Linked DNA regions of Mus musculus: region 1 is linked to region 2. A link is a contact called in public promoter capture Hi-C data. All regions are on one chromosome and are shown on one strand. The core of a region is the stretch at or near the end of the contact, and the rest is flanking DNA. Distances in the headings are between cores, read along the strand shown. Region 1 holds the start of Adat2 (adenosine deaminase, tRNA-specific 2). Region 2 holds the start of Epm2a (epilepsy, progressive myoclonic epilepsy, type 2 gene alpha).

Evidence for each region. Promoter capture Hi-C pulls out the DNA fragments that hold promoters and counts their contacts.
Region 1: a promoter capture Hi-C map of liver shows a contact between it and region 2, with 9 times the contacts expected there. The contact joins the promoter of Adat2 here to the promoter of Epm2a in region 2. A contact is called at or near these places in 3 of 39 promoter capture datasets (hippocampal neurons, liver and pre-B cells).

Annotation. Positions count from the first base shown.
Region 1 is chr10:13,549,683-13,556,065 of GRCm38.p6, forward strand. Adat2 (adenosine deaminase, tRNA-specific 2) reads left to right here and starts at 3,225. Exons shown (of 6, transcript NM_025748.4): 1 at 3,225-3,679. The coding sequence starts at 3,584. Pex3 (peroxisomal biogenesis factor 3) reads right to left here and starts at 3,460. Exons shown (of 12, transcript NM_019961.3): 1 at 3,144-3,460. The coding sequence starts at 3,216.
Region 2 is chr10:11,340,762-11,346,863 of GRCm38.p6, forward strand. It overlaps Epm2a (epilepsy, progressive myoclonic epilepsy, type 2 gene alpha), which reads left to right and starts at 2,684. Exons shown (of 4, transcript NM_010146.2): 1 at 2,684-3,007. The coding sequence starts at 2,710.

The DNA of each region.
Region 1 (6,383 bases), core at 1,975-4,474, 2.2 Mb after region 2:
CGCATTCCTGAACTGTACTCTACACCTGAAGAAAGAGAACCTGACAGAAGAAGTCTATATTTTTCTAAAGCACTTTAAATGGTTTTCATCCATAGCAAAGACCTAGAAGCAACTGCACACAGATCCTGCCCACATTACATACATGGCATAGTAAGGCAGCCATTTCACACTGTGTATTACTTTATTTCCATGCACACTCTCCAGACTTAGAGAAACCGATGTCTTACTCCTTGTGTATTCAGAGTCCAGTAGAGTTAGAGTAGGCCTTATTTTTGTTCAAATGTTAAGTGAATAAATGACTCGAAAAATCCCTAACGAGGTTAAAAATTCCAAGGCTTAAGATATAACTCAGTGTTCTGTGCTTTTAAGAACTCAGCGATTGAGTCTAGCTCCTCTGTTCCGTGACACTTTCTCTTGTCCAGTGGTTTTCAAAGTATGGTCTGGACCTCCCTGGAGTCTGTTGGAGATCTATGAGGTCCACAATATTTGTGTCATACTGAAATGTTGTCACTGGCACTCTACACTCTTTCCCATCAGACAGTTTGAGAACCACTGCTCTTCTCCAGCCTCAATGGTCAAGTGGAGTAAATGGACACACAGCAATTACCATCTAAAGGGTAGGAACTAGAAAGTCTGACTTTAGAAGCCACACAACCCAAAGTTCTGCTTGTTGTGTTTTTCCAGCATTAAATATCTAACTCTTTGATCATACATAATAACACCTTACTCAGCTTTCAAAATATGCAACTCCTCTTGTGAAATCTGCCTCATTTTATACAACTCCATGCTGCTGCGTACCACTAGGCTCTGTATTCAACTCTATCACGGTCTAGTAACAGTATTTCACTTATTTCTTCATTCTTAAAACATAAAGAACCCACTGAGGCAGAGTGTAGAGTATGGGATGATAATATGCATTGGGATCTAACACACTTGGGGTTGAATTCTTATTTCCTTGTTAATAACTCAAACCTTTAGCAAGTTTCTTAAAGTCTAGGGACTCTAGTTTCTCAATTTTACAATGGCCTAATAGTAACTATACTGCTGCCATTTCCAGAGGTTGGAAAGGACTTAGTATGCTGTTTAACATATGGTGGGTCCCTAGTACATATATGTGATTAAAATATATATAAATTATACCTATTTAATCATACCGGTCACAATAGTATAATCACTTAATAAATATTTCATATTTCTTAAAATGTAAGATAGGAATTTTCTTACAATACAGAAAAAATATGAACTCTTACAAATAAAACTAGGTAAGTTCAACTCTTTTTTTTTTTTTTTTTTTTCGAGACAGGGTTTCTCTGTGTAGCCCTGGCTGTCCTGGAACTCACTCTGAAGACCAGGCTGGCCTCAAACTCAGAAATTTACCTGCCTCTGCCTTCCAAGTGCTGGGATTAAAGGTGTGCACCATCACTGCCCCGCTCAGGTTCAACTCTTTTTTTTTATTTTCTGAGACAGTGTTTCTCTGTATAGCCCTGGCTGTCCTGGAACTCACTTTGTAGACCAGGCTGGCCTCGAACTCAGAAATCCGCCTGTCTCTGCCTCCGGAGTGCTGGGATTAAAGGCGTGCACCACCACACCCGGCCAGATTCAACTCTTTTAAGACTTTTTGTTTTGCTAAAAAAGCAATAGTGCTTCGATTATACCTTTGAATCTCTTCCCCCTCCCTTTTGTTGTTGTTTTGTTTTCTGTTTGTATGTCTTTTGTTTTTTGAGACAGGGTCTCAATATGAAGCTCTGGGTGTTCTGGACCTTACCTCCAACTCAGAGAGCTGCCTGTCTCTGCTTCCGAGTGCTGGGATTAAGAGTGTGTGCCACCACACCCAGTTTTTTCCTTCCTCTTCATCTCCAAATATAAAACTCTCAATATCGTTTCAAAAAAAACCTATTACTATATGCATATACTCTTTAATTTCTCCTATGATTATTTCTGATCTGCCATTAAGTATTTCATAAACTGTAAGGGTTAGGCTTTTCCCTCTGAAATTGCTAGAGACAATTTTCTTCCCTTAGGTAGAGCAAAAATTTTTCTTTATACGTCTTCCATGACAACTTTATCTTTAGCATATGTATTCTATAATATTGGTACAATTTATATACCTTAGATATTAGAGACTGGAGGTAATATAAAACACATTGTATCTATAAAGTATTTCCTATAAAATATGAACTATTATTCATTTGTGCTATACCTCAGAGATATGCAGAATGTGGTTACTGTTTTACAAATGTCCTAATATTTTAAGTCATATTATGATATATTTATACACACACACACATAGATCAGAGGATAGTGGTAACAGTTCTTAAAACTCAAGTTTTAAAAATTCTTTTAAACTCCCTTTTTGTGTTGTTCAAAAGATTCCCTTCTTAAAATCCCATAATTATTAACTGAGGGTTGTCTTTCCAAGACAAAGGGTTTAAAGCAGTGTGTGTGTGTGTGTGTGTGTGTGTTGCTCCTTCCCTGGGACCCAATGCAGTCAGCCTAGGCAAGCACTCTACCACAAAGTTACAATTCCAGCATCAAGATTTTTATCCTGTTTCTAACTTTCCTCTCAGCCAGTGAACTCAACTATATCACCAAAATGGATCATGACCACAACCTTGCCAGTCCTGACAACACTGCAGAATAAGCACTGTGTTGATATATAGTTTGTACTTTACAATTGGAGAACAGAAATTATCTGCTGTATATTTTACAGCAACATGCTGTTTTCGGTTTACCTTTAAACACCACCTCAAAGAGCAGACTTAAGATAATGGCCCTAGAATATTTCGAAACTCGTGTGAAAGGTTGAAAGCAGAGTTGACAAACAGAATGAAAATCTAACAGGAAAGCAAAAGAAGAAAATTGGAAGGCAAATGTATCTATCTATACGAGAATAGTGCTTTGAAAAGAAACTTCATTGGGGTAGACTCTTGAAGGCCCATGGGGAGAAAAAGGACGGGGGCAGAGTGAGGGGCAAAGGGCACAGAGATCCAGATAAAAGAACTTTAGAGGTTCTTCTTTGACGGTTGAGCCAATCCCTTCGACAAATCCCAGTTTGGTATCAGTGGGCCCTGCCTGTTTTTATAAGTCACCTCTGTCACTCCTTTCTGCCAATGGCCCCTTCTAAAAAGCATGTTGTCACTCACCTCCGAGGACTGTGCCCAGGAAGATGCATTTCTTTTTGTGACGTTTCAGAAAATTCCACATTGATCTCAGCATCTCCAGACCCCGTGTTGTGTGGGTTGCCTAGGGGAGAGGGGCTGGCTCACCGTGTCTTCCGTCCACCTGGCCTGGACCTCCGGCAGCAGCGCGGTGGCGGCGCTAGGTGCTCTCCAGAAACCACAGACGTTTCTCTGAGCAGAGGTTGTGGCTTAAGCGGAGGAAGGGGGCGTGGACTAGAGCGGAGCAGCGACGCTTTCGGTCCCCCAGCCGCCGCTTACTGATCCGGGACGCCTGGGTCCGTCCGCAAATAGCTCCCGGGTGCCTCGTCTTTTCCCGTCCTCCTGGAAGCAAGGTCCGCTCCCGCCGCGTTCCGCTGTCCTCTCTTCTCTCGTCCCTCGGCCCGGAGTCTCTGAGCGGCGGAGGTATGGAGGAGAAGGTGGAGTCCACCACTACTCCAGACGGCCCGTGCGTGGTGTCCGTACAGGAGACGGAAAAGTGGATGGAGGAGGCGATGCGAATGGTGAGGAATCGGGCAGGTGGATGCTGAGAGCGCAAACTTTCTCCCGGCCATATCCTGACCAGAGTAGTTGAGCAAATGTGCCGGGCGCGCTATCTATCATGTCTGAAAATACCTGAAGCAGCAACTTGTTTTATTCTAGGGGGAATTTTTCTTTAGCTTTGTCTCATAGTAATTGGGGTGAAGGGAAAATACAGAAACGGTTCGATTGATGTATTACAGGGAGTCTTATCTGCCGCCTGGGGATGTGTGCTCCCTACCTGCCTATCTTCCTTCCCATGTGGACACATACTTTCAAATCCATAAAGCCACATTATTTTATGGCTTGCTCCCATATAATGGGAGGAAGCTGATGTTTCTGTAAAGGGTCATATCAAAACGTGTCCTGGTACAATCCTCACCGATGATGTGTCTACTCTTTCTACGATACTTTTCTCTGCCCTTGTATTCCCTTCCTTCCTGCGATTCTTATAGATTGCTCATCATGGAGAGCTCTGGTCGTATTTTTACATGTTTTCCCAAGCTTATTACCCATATCGATGTGTGGCAGGGATAGACGTTTGTGGCAGGGATATACATACAAACTATGTATGTATACACAGTTTGATGCTGGGTTTTCATTCTGTGAACATGGAACACCAATTTGTTTACAGCATTGTAAAGGCCTTAAAACTGAGCTCAGCCTTTGGTGTGGGGATATTATTTTTGTTTATTCTTTTACAAAATTAAAATATCTCACCTTTTTATTCTAATGGTTACAGAAGTTCACCTTCATAAGAAATTAAAATCTAGAAGACAGAAACATGTTTTCCACCCCACGCCCCCAGACAAATGGCATAATGCATTCTTTTAATTTTTTAATTAACATCTTTTTTTTTTTTTTTTTTTTTTTTGGTCATCTTTCTCAGAGCTCGGGGTGGGAAGAAGAGAGCCTTTGTTCATCAGTTGTCGAGTTGAGAATTTGTTGGTTTAAGGAAGATCAAGTCACCATTTCAGTGGCAGAGCTTTGGCCTCTTCCAAAGAAGGCCAGCTTCTTAAGTTCAAATCCATCTAAACAGTTAGACCTATTTGACTCAACTCTTTTGCATTTGTGACAAAGGGAAGGGACAGACTGGAAGAAATGGGAGGGGCAATGGAAAGTCTGAGACTGGGTGGAGTGTTGTGGATTTTCAGCCTCAAGCTTTGAACTTGTCCATAGAGGAAATGCATGCACATTTGCATGTATTTGCCCTGGGAAGCAGTTCTTCTCAATCAACCCCCATAGACTGCTTTCCTAGAGCTTCACTTTCTCTCAATGGCCGTTGCATCTGCTCAGCCACTCACCAGCATCCTGGCCTACAAGCTGTGCCTTAGCAATTATGTTGTATGTCTCTTTAAGGTAGCCCTATCATTTCTAGTGAGATAAATTTGCTGGAAGGAGAGAGAGAGAGAGAGAGAGAGAGAGAGAGAGAGAGAGAGAGAGAGAACGAACCCAGAGGAACTAGGTACCAAGAAGCCCAGTCCTCCGTTGACCTGGAAGTAGAGAAAGGCTGCCAAGACAGCAATGTTCTGCAGCATGTTGGGTGCACAGTGGATAAAGCTCTTGACACTCCCTATCTCTTTGCTTCTACCTATGTACTTCCCACTTGGTTGGGGAGTTTAAAAATAAGTGATTGTTGTGTGCACATGTGTGTGGAGCAGGTGCACATGTGTGTGTATGTATCTGTGTGTGTGTGCTCGAATGTGTGTGAAGATTCCAGGACAACTTTTGGGAGGAGAGAAATTTTTCTCCTTCCATTTTTTCTCCTTCCACTGTAGGTTCTGCGGATGGAACTCATCATCATGCTTTCACAGTGAATCCTGCTGCGCCATCTTACTGGCCCAGCCATCTCACTAGCCCAGTCTTCGATTCTCTTCTACATGTCTGAAGCGGCTCACATTACCGTATCCTGTGCTCCAGGGTGCAGTCTTACCGAAAGCCTTGTCACGTGTCTCTCCCTTACTAACTCCTCCCTCTCCTCTTGTCGCTCAAACCACTCTAAACCATAAACCAGATGAAGGATCTAATCACTGAGGTCGCACTGGTTACTAAGGAGGCTTCGGAGGGAGAGCAATGCAGAGAACCCAGCACCAGACACTAAGATTTGCTCCAATTATTAATGGAATAATGAGGAAAATCAAACTCCCTAGATTTTCATTCCAAATGTCTTAAATGGCTAAGTTAATTGACCTCTCTGTGCCTCGGTTTCCTTACCTACACAATGGAGCTCAGTATTCCTATCACATTAGGATTATAAACAGAATGAATTTATAGTTACAAAGTGCTTAATATTTTATAAAAATTTTATAAAAATAAAAAACACTCCAACAACTTATCTACTTAGATTTTTTTCAACCATCTCATCTTGACATAGCATTACCTTTTAAGAGGTCTGTTGGGAGAGGTACAGTCAAAAGCTGAGAATCTGACCCAAAGGAAGTCATTTCTTCAAGCCAATGCTTTTCATTTCCACCATTCCACCTAAAATTACCTTTATTGCCGCCTTGACACAACTGACAAGCCCTTTCTTTTTGACCTGTATTTTCCTAGGGTCTTGTATAACAGTCAACAGACCTGCTTTACTTTCTCCCTCCATAGGCCCGCTACATCCTTCTTTAGCTTAGTTATTAACTTTTCTCTTTAAAATAATTTTAAGCCACAGGAAACTGCAAAAAGTGTACACAGAGA
Region 2 (6,102 bases), core at 1,434-3,933:
AGCGCTGGTTTAGCGCTGTTCCAGCTTAACCCGTACCAACCTTCTCCAGTACGAATTTTCTTTAATTCTTTTCTTCTTCCATGGAGCTCCAAACCATCAGTGCTTCTTCCAAATGTCCTCTGCCTATCACAGGTCCCGCGTTGGTTCACCAAATTGTTGGGTCCGGCCTGCGGCTCTCATGTTCGGGTTCGAGTCTGGAAGGCATCTTGGAACTGAAAGAAAAGAGGGAGCCTAGGCGGGTTGAGAAATAATGGAACCAAGACATGCTAGTCTGCTCAAGGTTCAAATGTTTAATGGCGGACACGCTTTATAAAGGAGGGGAGAAAGTCCATTTCTGCCAATTCATCCTTGGAGCCTGGAACCAGCTGCAGGTGATGATGTGCAGGATAGGGCAGGATAGGGGGGCCTCTCAGCAAGTAGCAGTATCTTGAAGAGGAACAGTGACAGTGGCTCAACAATAGAGTGATCTAGGGAAGAAGGCTCCACCCTAGATAATCTCCTTAGTGGCAGCAAGGTCAAGTTCTGGCTCAGCCTGCTTCAGGCTTGAGGGAGGCTACATATTTGGAGTTCTGTAGGCTTCTTGTTCATGGACATCTATTTCTTTAGGTCAGGGAAGTTTTCTTCTATAATTTTGTTGAAGATATTTACTGGCCCTTTTAAGTTGAAAATCTTCATTCTCATCTATACCTCTTATCCTTAGGTTTGGTCTTCTCTTTGTGTCCTGGATTTCGTGGATGTTTTGAGTTAGGATCTTTTTGCATTTTCTTTGATTGTTGTGTCTATGTTTTCTATGGAATCTTCTGCACCTGTGAGTCTCTCTTCCATCTCTTGTATTCTGTTGCTGATGGTTCTTGATTTCTTTTCTAGAATTTCTATCTCTAGAGTTGTCTCCCTTTGGGTTTTCTTCATTGTTTCTACTTCTATTTTTAGATCTTGAATAGTTTTGTTCAGTTCCATCACTGTTTGGTTGTGTTTTCCTGTAATTCTTTAAGGGATTTTTGTGTTTCCTGTTTAAGGACCTGTTTAGCAGTGTTTTCCTGTATTTTTTTCAGGGATTTTTGTGCTTCCTCTTTAAGGACTTCTACCTGTTTAGCAGTGTACTCTTGTATTTCTTTAAGTGAGTTATTAAGGCCCTTCTTAAAATCCTCTACCAGCATCATGAGATATGATTTTAAATCTGAATCTTGTTTTCGCATGTGTTGGGGTATCCAGGACTTGCTGTGGTGGGAGTACTGGGTTCTGATGATGCCAAGTGTTCTTGTTTCTGTTAGTAAGATTCTTATGTTTGTCTTTCGCCATCTGATAATCTCTGGTGTTAGATGTTCTAGCTGTGTCTTGCTGGAGTTTTTTCCTCCTGTGATTCTGTTAGCCTCTGTCAGCACTCCTGGGAGTCCAACTCTTCTCCTGAGGTTAGAGCACTCTGCAAGCAAGCTTTTCTCTTGCAGGGAAGATGCACAGAGGTCTGGAGTTCAGCTCTGCCTCCTGGCTAAGGATGAGGCATGAAGGGGCCCTGTCTAAGAAGCTCTGTTGCTTTTGAGGCCCTCCTGTTTTCCTGCTCAGACTGGTCTCTGAGATACCAGGGATACAAGTTGGCTTTCTCACCTTCGAGTCATGGGGTCAGGGCCCTCTCTGGTTGCTGACTCTCCTCAGTGATCCTAAGATCCTGGGTGTGCTAGGGCACCTGCATCATGGAGAGTTCTCTGGGGACCTTGGGAAGGTCTGCGGAGTTCGTGCCCAAGGTGGCCTGGGGCTCGCACTGACCAGAACGAACCCCAGCCACTCCAGACATTTCTTTATTCATATTAATAACAAGTTGAAGCAGCCTCCTCTGCTCCCAGAGGCCAAATAATGACACAGTTGTTTCTTGACCTAAAGTGCTAATATTTGCAAGAAGCAACTTTTATTTATTTTTCTGTTTTTTTTCCCCAAGAAGAAAATTTAAATAGGTTTTTATCACACACACACACACACACACGCACACACACACACATACACACACACAGTAGCTGGGCACTGGTGATGCAGGTTTGTAATCCAAGGAGCAGAGGCAGGAGAATCTCAAGAGTTTGTGGCCAGTCTGATTTCCACAGTGAGACCTTGTTTCTAAACTTTGTCATCTCACAAACAAGGTTTTCTCTTTTTTTTGATCTTGAGATCAACTTATACACGCTAAAAAGAGGAGGCTGAAATTTTGTTTTTCTCTTTAGTCCCTTTAGGCAAGGGAAAGTATTTTGTGTGTTTGATGAACGCTGGGTTTTTGTGTATTGAGTGGAGGGTCTCTAAAGAACATTATTCATATGTATTATTCCCACGTTATAATCAGAGGCCCATAAGGACTAAATGTTGGGGTGCTTGAATGAGGGTTACAGGTAAATCTTGGATCGGCAACTTCACTGAGGCTGGAGGTTCAGGCTAGACAACTCTTTCTTCCTTTGTTGACTTAGTAAAAGTGATTTCAGATCTCTGGGAAGACGACAGGACAATGTCGGGGTGTCGTTTTCCTCCCTCCTAGGTCCAGTGTGGGTCTCAGCCTCTCGCGAGCCCCGAATGCCCGCTTCCTGCGGCTGCAGCTCCACGGCGCCTGGGAACCCTGATCCCACGGCCGCGTGACCGGGCCACAAACGCGCGGCGCTGCACGTCTCGCGCCGCCCCGGAGCTCGCGCCGCCGCCGCTGCCGCTCGCCAGGCTCCCAGGACTCGGGCCACCGCCATGCTCTTCCGCTTCGGCGTGGTGGTGCCGCCCGCGGTGGCCGGCGCTCGGCAGGAGCTGCTGCTCGCCGGCTCGCGGCCCGAGTTAGGGCGCTGGGAGCCGCACGGCGCCGTGCGTCTCAGGCCCGCGGGTACCGCGGCGGGCGCCGCTGCGCTGGCGCTGCAGGAGCCCGGCCTGTGGCTCGCCGAGGTGGAGCTGGAGGCGTACGAGGAGGCCGGCGGGGCGGAGCCGGGCCGCGTTGACACGTTCTGGTACAAGTTCCTGCAGCGCGAGCCTGGAGGCGAGCTGCACTGGGAAGGTACTGCGCTCCCCGGCCCGAGGCCCGCACCCCGCAGCTCCCCGTGCACCCCGGCCGCGGCCTCGGGGGCGCGCAGCCCGCAGCTCGCGCGCCCCCGCAGCTCCCCGTGCACTTAACTGTTGGCCACCGCTCGCCCACCATCTTGACCCTACCCGGTTGCACAGCGATGCCCTGGTCCGGATCAAGACCCAGTTCCGAGGGTCTCCTGCCTTAGGCCTCTCTCTAATCCACTCCGAAGTGGCCCACCCCACACTACAAGGGGCCGCTTGCTGGAGGGAATTTTCCCTTAGATTTTTGAGACCGAATCGTGGGAAATAGCAAGCTCCTCCCCCAAAGTCAGGTCACCGCGATAGAAGACAATTGAGACATGACTTGATTTCTTAAAATATGTAAAGAGTAATATCGGTTGTAAAGAAATAATAAAAGTAAATAGCCACTTGTGATAGCACAAATCTGTAATCTCAGTACTTGGGAGGTTGAGGCAGGAGGATTGCTGGGAGTTCCCAGCCAGCCAAGGCTACAAAGTGAGAACTTGTTCCACAAAAATATTATAATAAGAATATATGATTGAAAGCAGCATTTCCACCATACAAAACCTAAACATATTGCCTGCATGCGCGCGTGTGTGTGTAACTGTTTGAACAAATATTGTACAATATATAATTTTGAGTATTTATTTTTTCTTTAACAATATTAATATAGCTCAGACTTATTTGCATACAGGTGTGTTTTACTTTTTAAGTGAAAAAAAAAAATACTGTGCAGCTGTTACTGTGCATTAAGGTTCCTTTTGGTTTTCGAGATTCTTGGATTGGAATCCAAGTGCGGTTTTCTTTCTAGCATTTGGAAATGTTTCTGTACAATGGATTTGGACAAGCCAAAATGTCGCCACTTTACGTTTCAGTAAGGAATGTGTTGAAAAATCCGTAGCAGCGTGTCCACCGACCACGCTGGGTGGATCGAGACAGCCTTTTCTGTGAAGGCAATGGGCGTGGTGGCAAACTGAACGTGTGTGGCTCAGTGGTTCTCAGAGTCCCGTGGAGGGAATGAATGCTTCTTGAGAAATTCGTATGGGCAGACAACCAGGCCATTAGCCAGTTCTTGTGGAAAACAAGAATGCAGAATAACAAAAAAACGAGACCCAAGAAAAGCACGTGGTTTACTGGGATCTGTTTATTCCCTTTGCTGGTCTTTTTGGCCACTCTTGGGTTTGATGGTCAGCTAGCACTTCATTATGTCAGATGTGAGAGCTGCCTGCCTTTGGCTGTCCTCCCTTTGCAGTGCATTTCTACTAATGTCACTGTGTCCTTTTTCCACAGTAAAATTACATCTGATAATTTTAATAACGGTGCGTGGTGTACTAGAGCACCCATTTCCAGGTCTCCTCCTTTATCAGCGTTTCTAATACCCCCAAAGTGCTGATGGTTGGGTTGCTATTTCTTAATGCATTCACTTTAACTTGTCTGTTTTCAATTTTTCTGCAGGTTACCACATACATTATATGTAGCTTGCAAAAAAGAGTATCTATTGACACCTACTGGAAATGCATAAAATTAGCAACTGTACATGCTATAAAATATAAAGAATTTAGTCCATTATCCCTGCTGGCTTTAATACCCTTATTTTAAATTATAGATGTGATATTGACTTTTATTTTATAGAGTTCATTTTATCCTATTAGAGACATTTCTTTTTAAAAAAGATTTCTAAAATAATACACACACCCCACTTATTCTCTGTACTCTGACTTGTTTTTTGAGTTAAGTTTCATGTGTTCATGTTCTGTTTTCTCAGTTATCAGGACCTTCTTGTAGATGGGTAGGTTGGTTCTGAGGATTGGAAATTAACAAGGAGATGCTGTCTTTAAGAGCATGGATAACTGTGTGGGAGGGGCTAAACTGTCTAACCCAGGAATATGGTTTGTTAGACCAGGGCAGATTAATGTGAGGCAATGCATGTACAGGTAGCCTGTAGCTGGTAGCATCCCTCCTTCCTCAGCTTCCAGAGTGCTGTGAAAGTTGTGAACCACTGTGCTTAGTACTTTTGCTATTGTCATTGCAAACCAAGACCTTGTACTCGCAGTCAAAAAAAAAAAAAAAAGGAGGCCTGGTATGGTGATGTATGTCTTAAAGCCCAGCACTCAAGAGTTCAAAAGCCAGCCTGGTGTACAAAGTGAGTTCCAGGATATCCAGAGCTACATAGAGACCCCATCTCAAAAACACCAAATTACTAAGTAAATAAAAGGGGGAAAATGAATTTCCAGAAGCAGACTCTGTCTCTGGATGAGTAAAGTCTCATTTCTTCACTATACTATAATACTAGCATTTTTACACAGGAGTACGCACCCAGTCCCCAGCAACCCTGAGCCAAAGAGGTTGGTTTCCTCATTAGCACAGACTAGAAAACCAGAACATAGTGGAGGTTCTTAGACTCTGCTGAGGAAGGTGGACAGAAGAAAAGGGAGAATTAAAAAGTGGACGCTTAAGGAAACTGAGGTAGAGCTGGAGAGATGGCTCAGCGGTTAAGAACACTGGCTGCTTGTTCTTCCAGAGGTCCTGAGTTCAATTCCCAGCAACCACATGTCTAGAGTAGACATACTGAGGATCCAGTATATGCTGGAGTTGGTCCATGGAGGTCGAGATTTATAAGCCAACTTATGTGAGTTTTTTTTTTCCCCTCTCTTCCTCTTGGGCAGACTGATTTACATAGGACCACCATATATTTTATTGAATAAGAGACAAGTGCCGTCCCTTTTGGCAGCCAGCAAGTTGAGAGCCCATCAGTTGTATAGGAACACTGAAGCTAGGAAGGTGAGTTGGTCTTGAAGGAGTGGTAGGGCCAAGGTTGACTGTTGGATGGTTTCTGCCAACTGGGTAGAGATCTACTGACATAAATATAAACTGTGACACCCCCCAGTGCCCCCCCCCAGCTCTGCATCCAGATCTCTATCAGCTACTGAGGTTGCCAAACCTATCCTACTCATGACTGAGAAAGTCACAGTCCACTGGTTTCTGTGTGTGATTTGGAGCAGAATGTAAACTTCCTCATTGATGTGTAGGGTGATTTGAAGAAGCATGGAGGCGCATATGGCATTC